Regions from separate parts of the Mus musculus genome. Here region 1 is linked to region 2. The links are chromatin contacts, called in public Hi-C maps. All regions are on one chromosome and are shown on one strand. The core of a region is the stretch at or near the end of the contact, and the rest is flanking DNA. Distances in the headings are between cores, read along the strand shown.

Region 1 (4,824 bases), core at 1,366-3,865, 110 kb after region 2:
TCAGAATCCTAGAGAACACAGCTATTCCCTAGAGCCGGAGGAATGTGTGGCTCCAGGATAAGTGGATATTTTGAGCACCTTCCTACTTTTTGGCATATTTTAAAGCTTTCTTAGCTATCAACTTTTTCAAGAGAACTTGGGAGGATGCATTTGTGTAGATATGTTTCTCTTTCCCTCTTAAAGAACATTATTAGCATCTTATAAGGAAGATGGGCCATCATAGGATGATTGTGGCTTTTGATTTCATAAAACTGTATTATTTTACCTTTAAATATGCTTGAATGTGAAGATATTACTGTTTGTATTATTTTTGTTCACCCCCCCCCAAATTAAGATATTCCAGAATCTTCAAACCATTGTGAAGATTAAAATATAGTGATGTACAGTTGTCCCTTGATGTGTCTGGAGAATTAGTTCAGGATCTTCAGTTGGTAGCAAAATTCATAAATGCTCAAGTCCCTTACTGAATATGCAGTAGTATTTGTATGTGATTTACACAATTCTCTTGTCTTGCATGCTTTGTCCCACTTATGAATTCCTTGAAATATCCAATCTGATACAACTGCTATGTAAATAGTTGTTGTGGGATATTGTTTAGAAAAAGATGACAATAAACGTATCTGCACATATTCAGTACAAATTAGGTGTTTTCCTGGCATATTTTCAATCCCTATTAGTGGATATGGAATCCATGGATATAGAGGGCTGATTGCAAGTAACACTCAAGCTCTAGTAAGCTTAACTGTCACAGACTCTGTGGCAGATGAAGTTACCTTTGCCCCATTTTCCCCAGGCACATCAGCTGAGACTCAAACTTCACATTTTCATGAGGGTCCTTGACTTTATGCTCACTGGAAAATACTCCTGGGCTCTGTGCACAATCATGGTCTTCAGGATGGTAGAAAATTTACCTCTTCATGTGACTGCCAATCTTTTCTTCCAAAATGTTCCCAACCACTCTTCGGCTATGGTTAGCTAGTGGCTAATGTGGACCCCTTTCTGATTTTAAATATTTAGCATCACAGGTTTGGAGAAGCGAGTAGAGAGCTCCCTATGGCAATAGTGATGGGTTGTGTAAGAATGACATGGTCATGTGGAAGATCTTACTAATTTCACATTAAAAGATCATCATCAACAAACCAGAGTATGTTTAAACACACCACATATGCTCACTGTACACACACACACACACACACACACACACAGTCTAGCCAAGAACCTCACAAAAAAGTAACTAAGGAAGATTGGAAGAAATGAAAAGACAGAACAGAAAAGAGTCCTCTCATTCATGGTCTTTGATACTTACATGAGACAACAATGAGCACAATTACAAGCATACAATAACGAGCAGAAAGACATCAGGCAGCCACTGAGAGAGCCCAGAAGGTCATAAGCAGCTCAGTGGGGACAAATGAGAGTGAGAGCTACTTTGGGCTTAATGTTATGAAGGGAAACTCCAAAAGAACAGGGGATTTTGTTGTATGTTTGTTTATTGGTTTTCTTTAGGGTCTAGGAACAGAGCTTGAGCACTTAGTTTTTACTAAACATTTACTGAATGCATGAGTAATGGTTTGTCAAATAGTTAGAGCTGCTTTAAAATTGACTGGGATACCTTAGGAAGTAATGAGTCCTTCATGCCTGGAATTAACCAGACACGATTTTTGGTGAGATGTGATACAACACACTCCAACATGGAGTGGAAGCTTGACTAGGTGACCTTCAAGGTCTATGCCAACCTCAAGATTTAATTATTAAATAAATCATAGATGGGACCAGTCCCCAGAAAACAATCACAGGCTTGATGCCCTTCCAAACAGTCTCTTGACAATTCATTTATCCCCTAACACCCCATGCCCCACTCTGAGTGTTGATTCTAATGGACCCTTGGATTGCAGAGGGATTTATTCATTAATTGAATGATTGTGGTGACCTCCTGCTGATCTGGCAAGGGCACAGCTTTCAGCTCATACTTCTATCAGTTTTTAAGAGTGTCCGGGATAGAGGCTGGCAGGCATCAAGAGCAGGGAAGGATACAGTTTCCACTGGGAATCCAGGCTTGAGGTATCCCTCCTCCCGCTGCCCATCACCCTTCCCATCACAGCGAGTACAAGTTCCAAAGCTCTGGCCTCTCCTGCTTGGCTCCTTCTGGTCCATACATCCCGCCCCCATACTCTTTTTTTTTACACAAGCCGGAACTGAATTCCCTGAGCCCCTAACTGGTGTGTAGACTCAGAGCATAAACACGATCGCTGGCATTAATCACAGTTAATAGAAACCAGAGATGAGCTGTCACAGAGCTGGCTGGCCTGTTGCTGAGTCAATGCAACCTTTTAAAAACACACCAAGAAATACACACACGGGCTGGGAACAGAGCATGAAAGAAATTCCAAGGAATATTTCCCTTCTTTTGTTTTTTTTTCTGCTTTTCTTCTTTTAATTATGCAGGAATCCACTCACCAGAAAAACATAAAGAATTAAAAATAGGCTCAGACTTCTGAAGATCTGCAGTAGAAGAGTACACGGAGAAGAAAGCATCTTTTTATTACAGGCCGCTCTTACAACAAGAGGTTTAACTATTTCAATATGAGAAATACGCATGGTCCATCTGGTGGCTAGCTCATCGTTGTAGCTGCTGTTCTCAGCAGCATGTGGCTGGCATAGCTTGTTAAACAGTGAACTCGTACTGTTGGCTTGGAGTTCAAAATTGACTGAGTTCCTTTACGATTTCTGAGTCATTGGGTAGTTTCTCTTATTCCTAAATTTAATTAGCTCACCTGCATGAAGAGAATAGGGACATTCAGAATACTGGATTGTAATGACGATTTAATGACATAATCATTTATTCAGCCCAGACACTTATATATATACACAGTATATGATAAACGTTAATTGATTCTGGATTTGGTTATGCAACTGACACCATCCAAGACCGAAAACCTAATTGCCAGTGAAGTATATGCATGTATTTGTGTGTTTTATGTATGTATATATAAAACATTAGCCAAGTATATGTGTGTGTGTGTGTGTGTGTGTGGTGTGTAAAAACTAGAGGCAACTTATCTTTATCTGGACTCTCATCAGCATAAGTTATGTTATCATCCTACTAGTCTTTAAGTATTTATTCAGTTTCTAATCAACACCCTGGACTAATGGCCTCATGACTTTCATGTTTATTTTTTCTTACCTGTGAGACCCCCAAAAATATTTCTATTGCTTAATTAGTATGAATAGAGCAAAGAAGGTAAGTATTTTTTTCTCATCTCATCCAGGGTCTGCTTTGAGTGAAGTTTGGAGGAACACAGATTTTTGTTGCTTGGATTACAACACCTTTGCTAGAATGGAGCTGGGTTTGCCTAACACTCTCTGTTAAACCTTGAGCTCACTGTGTGTTGAGTGTTAAATGTGAGACATAGTCCACATGGTTAGGATAACCATTTTATAACTCACTGTTCAAAGCAGAAACCTTCTGACTGGAAGAGGGGACACTACAATAAATATTCTGCAGGAATATGTATAAATAGGTCCAGTGGAAAATCCAAGACACATGTCTTCCTAACAGAAGCAAGCTGCTCTGAGAGCTGTCTGGGATCTTAGAATACCAGGGAGCCAGTTCTTCACAAGTGCTCTTCTCACTGGCTTTGAACTTACTGCCTGGGGTCTCTTGTGGATTCTTTTTTCTGTTTTTCTTCTTGCTTGCTTTGAGGCAGGTTCTCATCCTATATCCTTATTTGGCTTGGAACGCACCATGTAGACAAGGTTGGCCTTAAACTCAGGGAGATTCACCCGATTCTGCCTTTCTAATGCCGGAATTAATGGCCTGTGCCATTGTGCCCGGCTTCTTTCAGGGATTCTCAGCTTTGATTCATGGACATGAGATCATTTGGAGTCAACCAATCACATTTAGGTATATGTCGCGCTCCGTAGCCCATGTGCTGAGGCCAGGTGTGAGTATAATCATCATTGATTGCTGAACGATTTGTATTTTCCCAGTCTATATAACTTAGACCAGAGTTGTGTGAAGCTACACAGATAATCATACAAAACATTTCTTAAAGTTCCCGTACATGACAAACTTTCTGAGGTAAACACAGCTATTTCTCTAATAGTGGTTTTTGGAGAAAACAATTTGAAAGTTTTGAATCAAATTTCTTATACTACTCACATCTTTAATATCCACTCTACGGCTTTGGTGACAGTTAGTATGGTGGTTTGTCACACCACAGGTCCTTATCTATGCTCCAGAAAACTGCTTAATGTGGCATTGTATGAAATAATGGAAACAAAAGATCTGAGAATTAATAGTAGTTTTTGTTTGTGTGTGCGTGCATGTACACATGCATGCATCTGCATGTGTGTGTGTGTATATAAGCATGCACTTGCATGTGTGTGTGTACATGAGCATGCACCTGTGTATGTGCATGAGTATGCACCTGTATGTGTGTGCGTGTAAATGAGTATGCATCTGCATGTGTGTTTGTGTGTACATGACCATGTACCTGCATGTGTGTGTCTGTAAATGAGTATGCACCTGCATGTGTGTGTGTCCATGAGCATGCACCTGTGTGTGTGTACATGAGCAAGCACCTGTATGTGTGTGTATACATGAGCATGCACCTGTGTGTGTGTGTGTGTGTGTGTGTGTGTGTGTGTGTGTGTGTTATTACCCAAAATTTTCACTGTATATATTTCTCTTGGCTTGGAATGAATTTCTTAACTTTTCTAGGCTTCAGAATTTTCTCTGTAGATTTTTACTCTTCTTATAGATTTATCCATGAGTGGAATTGCTGGATTGTTTAACAAATGTACTTAAGCTTCTGAAGAACG
Region 2 (4,801 bases), core at 1,967-4,466:
AGAAACCTGTGTGGCTAAAAGGGATCAACTAGGAGAGATATAGGAGCCCTTAAATCTGTAGATTCAGCGCTCCAGATGTGTTTGCTTTTGGATGAGAGGTACTTGAATTGCTCCAAGACTTCAGGCCCTTTGGGCTGAAACAGACAACTTCATTCACCAGAGGGAGGCTTGCTTCACAAGCTTACACTTGGATATTATCTCCTGGGTAGAGCCGTGTCTCTGTGATGTTCACTGTATCTTGCCCATTCTGTTTGGGCACCACAGGACTGAAATGGTAATGTTGGAGAGGCTTCAAATGGCACAGTGACTCTTGATTCTCCTGTCAGTGGTTTTAGATACAGATCTGTAGATCAGACATTAACTATGTCCTCCCTGGCCCTGGTTTGATAAGAATGGCACCCTCTGTTTCCAGAGCTGCTGTACATTCCAGTGTCATGCAATCAAACACTGCTTGTTTAATGATCACTGTCACACACCAGGAACCTCTCTCTCTTGTGTGTGAGGGGGACGTCTACAGTTTGGTGATTGTCACTCAGCCCTTGTAAACTGCAATGGGAACAGGTAGCAGAGGGAGCCATAATATGTACATTTGTATATGTGTTGGCTTTGTGGATAGTTGTCCGCTGGGGTTTCTGAAGAACTTAGGGAGAAATGTTGCTCCAGAATGACACTCTAGGGCTTGGTGATAGGAAAGACATGAAGAAGAGCCTCTTCCTCCTAGTTCACAGCAGTGAGCAAATGGTGGTGGTATAGACAGAATCCTGGGCGGGAGTCAGAGTAAGACAATCAGTAAAGCTACGGTGGGTCACCTCCAGGGCTTCCTTCCCCATTAGGAAAAGAAAAGTTGGACTTAGATGACATCTAAAGGCCCTTCTAACTCTTGCAGGAATCGTGTGGGACCCTTGGCCTGTGACAGAGCTCCACAACTCCTCCACCACTGGCTGCCTCCCTTTCATTCATCTTATAATTACGTCTGGTTGCCAGGCGGGAGAGCCTCCCTCCAAGGAGTAGTTAAGGTTTTATAGCAAATTCTTTCTGTAAATTCTTTTCTGCTTCTTGGCTGCAGATGAGGCTTTTCATAGCTAGAGTGAGGGTGTATGGAGGAAGAAGGCAAAGGAAGGGTAAATAAAGACTCAGGTAGACTGCATGGAGTGATAGTTTACTCTTCTTCAGCCAAAGCCGAAGAGATACTGGAGCCCAAATTATAGATTAGGTAGATCTGCACGGACTGTGGAGAAAGGCAGATGACAGGGTTAGCAAGGGAACCTAATGGTATAGGGAGGGTAATCATGAACTCTTCCAAGTTTATCTCTCTGGGTCCTAAGCAACTCCTTAGCAACCAGGAGACTTTAGCAGGGATCAACTCTTAATTATGACTTAAATGTCTCAGCTCCTAGGGGTCCAGCTCCTTAGAGACACACGTTGAGATTTACAGGACTGCATAGGGTCTTTATTCTGTGAGTTGTTGAACATATTAATCTGAGGCTATAAACTCCAGATGGGGGCAAGAGCACTGCTTGCTTTTGTGCAGGGAATTTTGAAGGCTGTAGGCCGAGAGGAGGGTTGTGTCCTATACTTGCCAAACAAGCCACAGGTGGGGATTTTCATATCTTCTCTGGTGTCAGCCTGGCCTTGGGTATGAATGCTATGAATGTGGTCGTCTCTCTGCCTTCTCTCCACTCCTACCATGTGGCTCCCATGTGGCTCTCTTGAATTACACTGGGATGAGTCAGCAGGGCCTTTGGAAAGAAGGGGACGTTTTGCCCGTAGGGAGAATGGGTGGAGAGGAATGGGAGAAGCAGGGTTTGAACGGAATACTGCATCAGCTTAGTGTTCCGTGCACCCATGCCAGCATCCATTGTCCGATGTATTTTAAGGTGGTCTTCCTCTGGGTTTTTTGTCTTCACCTTCTGTACTGAGTGACTACATCACTTGCCAGTGTGGCCTGGAACATAATATCTCAGTTATCTTCAGATTTATTTGTGTGCCTTTGGGTACTCTGAACTTGTAGCACGCATCTTCCCTCATGCACTTGTGAATGAATGAAGCTGGAGAAAGAACCCAGTGTAACCTGTAGCTATTCTCTGAGTCCGTTGGACCCAGCAGTGCCCTGGTTGAGCTCTAAAATGATCCAACATTAAAGTGCTTGCCTCCTTCTCACCATGGGAGGGTGTGTGTGTGTCTCTCTTCTATATTCTAAGCTAGTTAAATGAAAAACAGGACTTCTGCTTCTTTTTGCTTACTTAAGTGTTGTTTTTCCAGGAGCACAGAAGGAAGTCACTCATGGAGGTTCAGAGGCAGGAGCAGAAAGCTGTTTCTCCACAGGGATCTTTGTACTGGGTCTCAGATGTTTTGGTGTGTAGGGGGGAGGGTGCGGGGGGGGGGGAGAATCTGGGTTTGTGCTTTGGATCGGTAGGGTGGAATCCAGTGGATGAAGTTGCTGACTATTGGCTGCCTGTCAGTCCTCTCATGACACAGGTGGCACTGTATAAGGTGGACAGGGTAACAGCTTGCAGGGACTCACTGCTGAGTCTCTTTTCCTATGGCTTCCTTCTGCCACCAGCCTGTAGCAGGTTGTGGTCTATCACAGACTTATCTGACTGCTGGCTTCCATTTTAGTAAGCCTGTGGGAAGAGGGAGAATAAAAGTAAATTAATAGTGCGGGGGGAAAAATTGAATATCACAGTATGAAGTCCTGTTAGGAGAAAAGTTGAAATTCCAAAGGGAAGACAGGGCAATAAGAGGGAAGGAAAGGTCTTTCTGTGTCTCCATGCATTTCAGCTCGTGGCCTCCCTTTTCTCCTTGGTGCTGGATTGAACCCAGATGCTGGACAAGAACACATGCTGGACGAGTGCTTTGGCCTTGAGAGACACCCCCAGCCCCGTGTCTTAGTCCCTTTATTCTGCTCCAAGGGAGCGAGCTAGGGAACTTAACCATAGAAGAGCTCTGTTGTAGTGTCACCAGCCGTGGTTAATGAACAGATGTCTTGGGAGCCGTAACATTGATCTCTATTGTTTGGCTGATTTATCCTTGGCATCCCCGGAAGAGGCCTTAATCACCTCTCAGGTCTACCCATCTCAGAGGGGACTACGGAGGGCAAGCCAGTTCTACACTTGGCGAAAGAGACCTGTTAGATTGAGAGGGAGCAGGATGAGCAAAAGAATAGCTCATTCCTCAGCAGGCAGCCTTTGTGGTGACCTCATCTTCCTCCTAGCTCTGGTCCAGTTGGAGCTATGCATACAGGGCAGACTTCCAGTTCCTCCTGTCTGGGACTCACAGGGGCAGATATAAATAGACCAAGACTTTGTCTGTAACCATTGTTCTCTGGCTGCCCATTGTTTCTGGTGCTGAAGCCTACCCCCTCCCACCACCATTGCTCCTGCCCCCGACTCACTCTCACTGTGCAGAAGTTTGAATTTCAGCCTGGCTATTTTCATTTGCACTTGTCTGGTGCTTGGGGAGACCAGAGGAGAGAAACAGCCTACAGTGTAGATCAGCTGAATTATAAGCCTCCTATTTTGATGCCAGCAATGGTTTTGTCTGAGTCTTTCCTGGATATATTTGTGGTCCAGACAAAGATATGTGGATGTGTCGATAGTTGAATCAGGAGGATTTGTAAGGGGTTCAGCAACTGTCCCCATGATTAATGCTCCTGTGTCAGAGTAATGCACGGTCTGTGGTGTTATATTATAGGGCTCAGTACTTGGCCATTGCCTCTTCGGTGTTTTTTTTTTTTTTTTTTTTTTTTTTCATAAGGAGCTTAGACTAGAGAAAGATGCAGAAAGCATTTTTAGTAAGGTGCAGATGGTGCAAAGGTTGAGATGGATAGCTAATAGGGTAGATTTAAAAAAGATTTTTACATGGGGAATTACGGTTCAAAACAGTGGCATTTGCTATAGATAGATCAATAAAGGCCAAGGCTATAGGTGTGGGACTGGCTATGTGAGTTTGTCTAGAGGAGGGCTGGTAGTGTCTTTTGTCTTTTGCTTAGTAGTTGCTATGTTCTCACTTTTAGGCAACCATCTCATCGGTCTCAGTTTACCCTGCTTGTTGGATGTTCTCTATGGAGGTGTATGATGCTCCTTAGGGGGTACAGACATGCAAGACTGCTTTTAGGGGGAACAAGAGGCCACTGTGAATGATTGCATTAAACGGGGAGTTTAAAAAGCTGGACAGAGGGGTTATCAAGCAGGAAGGATAAAAGCTGAAAACCTGCTAGCCGAAGGATCAGTAATGCAAGGGCTTTGACTGACAGAGCCAGGTCTGAAGGACACAGCTCCTAAGCAGGCATCCTTTGACAAAATGTGTATGATAGTTCTTCTCATAGCCATCACGTCTTATGAATGAATTGAAAGGCTCACAAAGTAGGGCACAGCTGGGTATCTTAAGCCAGATGACAGTTAGAGAAGAGAATGCCAATTTTCACCCGGGTTCTGCCTCTCCTTTGCTCGTCACTCCTTGTCATTCTTGAGAAGCTTAGGTCCCTGCTATGTGGACAGTCTGTTGCATGTGGCGCCATGTTGTGCGCCCGCGTGGCCTCGCCTGGGAAAGTGGGGTTGCTCATTTTGTGTCACAGTTTTCCTGCTTTGGATACAGGCAGTTGGGCTGTGTGGATGTGTGTGAATATGCATCTTCCTTCTCAGCCCGGATTTATTTATTAAAAGAAAAACACATCTGCATAAAAAAGCCTCAGAACACAGGAAGAATGTCTACTTTGTTTTTCTTTCTGTAGCATCAAGACACGCGGGGTTTTGGCTTCCTCTGAGGGATTTTGAAGACTGGCTTTCATCTCAAACGAGCC

Evidence for each region. Hi-C and Micro-C count contacts between places; a contact is called where the count stands out from the background.
Region 1: a Hi-C map of embryonic fibroblasts shows a contact between it and region 2, with 2.3 times the contacts expected there. The contact joins two enhancer-like sites. A contact is called at or near these places in 9 of 484 Hi-C or Micro-C datasets (3T3-L1-derived adipocytes, the C2C12 cell line, embryonic fibroblasts and 4 more) and 3 of 115 datasets of contacts at active chromatin or transcription factors (double positive thymocytes, fibro-adipogenic progenitors and large pre-B cells).

What each region holds. Positions count from the first base shown.
Region 1 is chr9:32,821,751-32,826,574 of GRCm38.p6, forward strand. All of the region lies in intron 2 of Gm3331 (a long non-coding RNA gene), which reads left to right. Among named protein-coding and RNA genes, the nearest start is that of Gm3331, 41 kb to the left of the region's middle. Within about 2 kb of position 2,616, at least 53 of the 459 cell types and tissues checked have an H3K27ac peak or open chromatin away from gene starts, as enhancers often do. A contact at or near this core is called in the C2C12 cell line, embryonic fibroblasts, fibro-adipogenic progenitors and 1 more, where this site is marked.
Region 2 is chr9:32,713,010-32,717,810 of GRCm38.p6, forward strand. All of the region lies in intron 3 of Ets1 (E26 avian leukemia oncogene 1, 5' domain), which reads left to right. Among named protein-coding and RNA genes, the nearest start is that of Gm3331, 68 kb to the right of the region's middle. Within about 2 kb of position 3,217, at least 115 of the 459 cell types and tissues checked have an H3K27ac peak or open chromatin away from gene starts, as enhancers often do. A contact at or near this core is called in the C2C12 cell line, embryonic fibroblasts, fibro-adipogenic progenitors and 1 more, where this site is marked.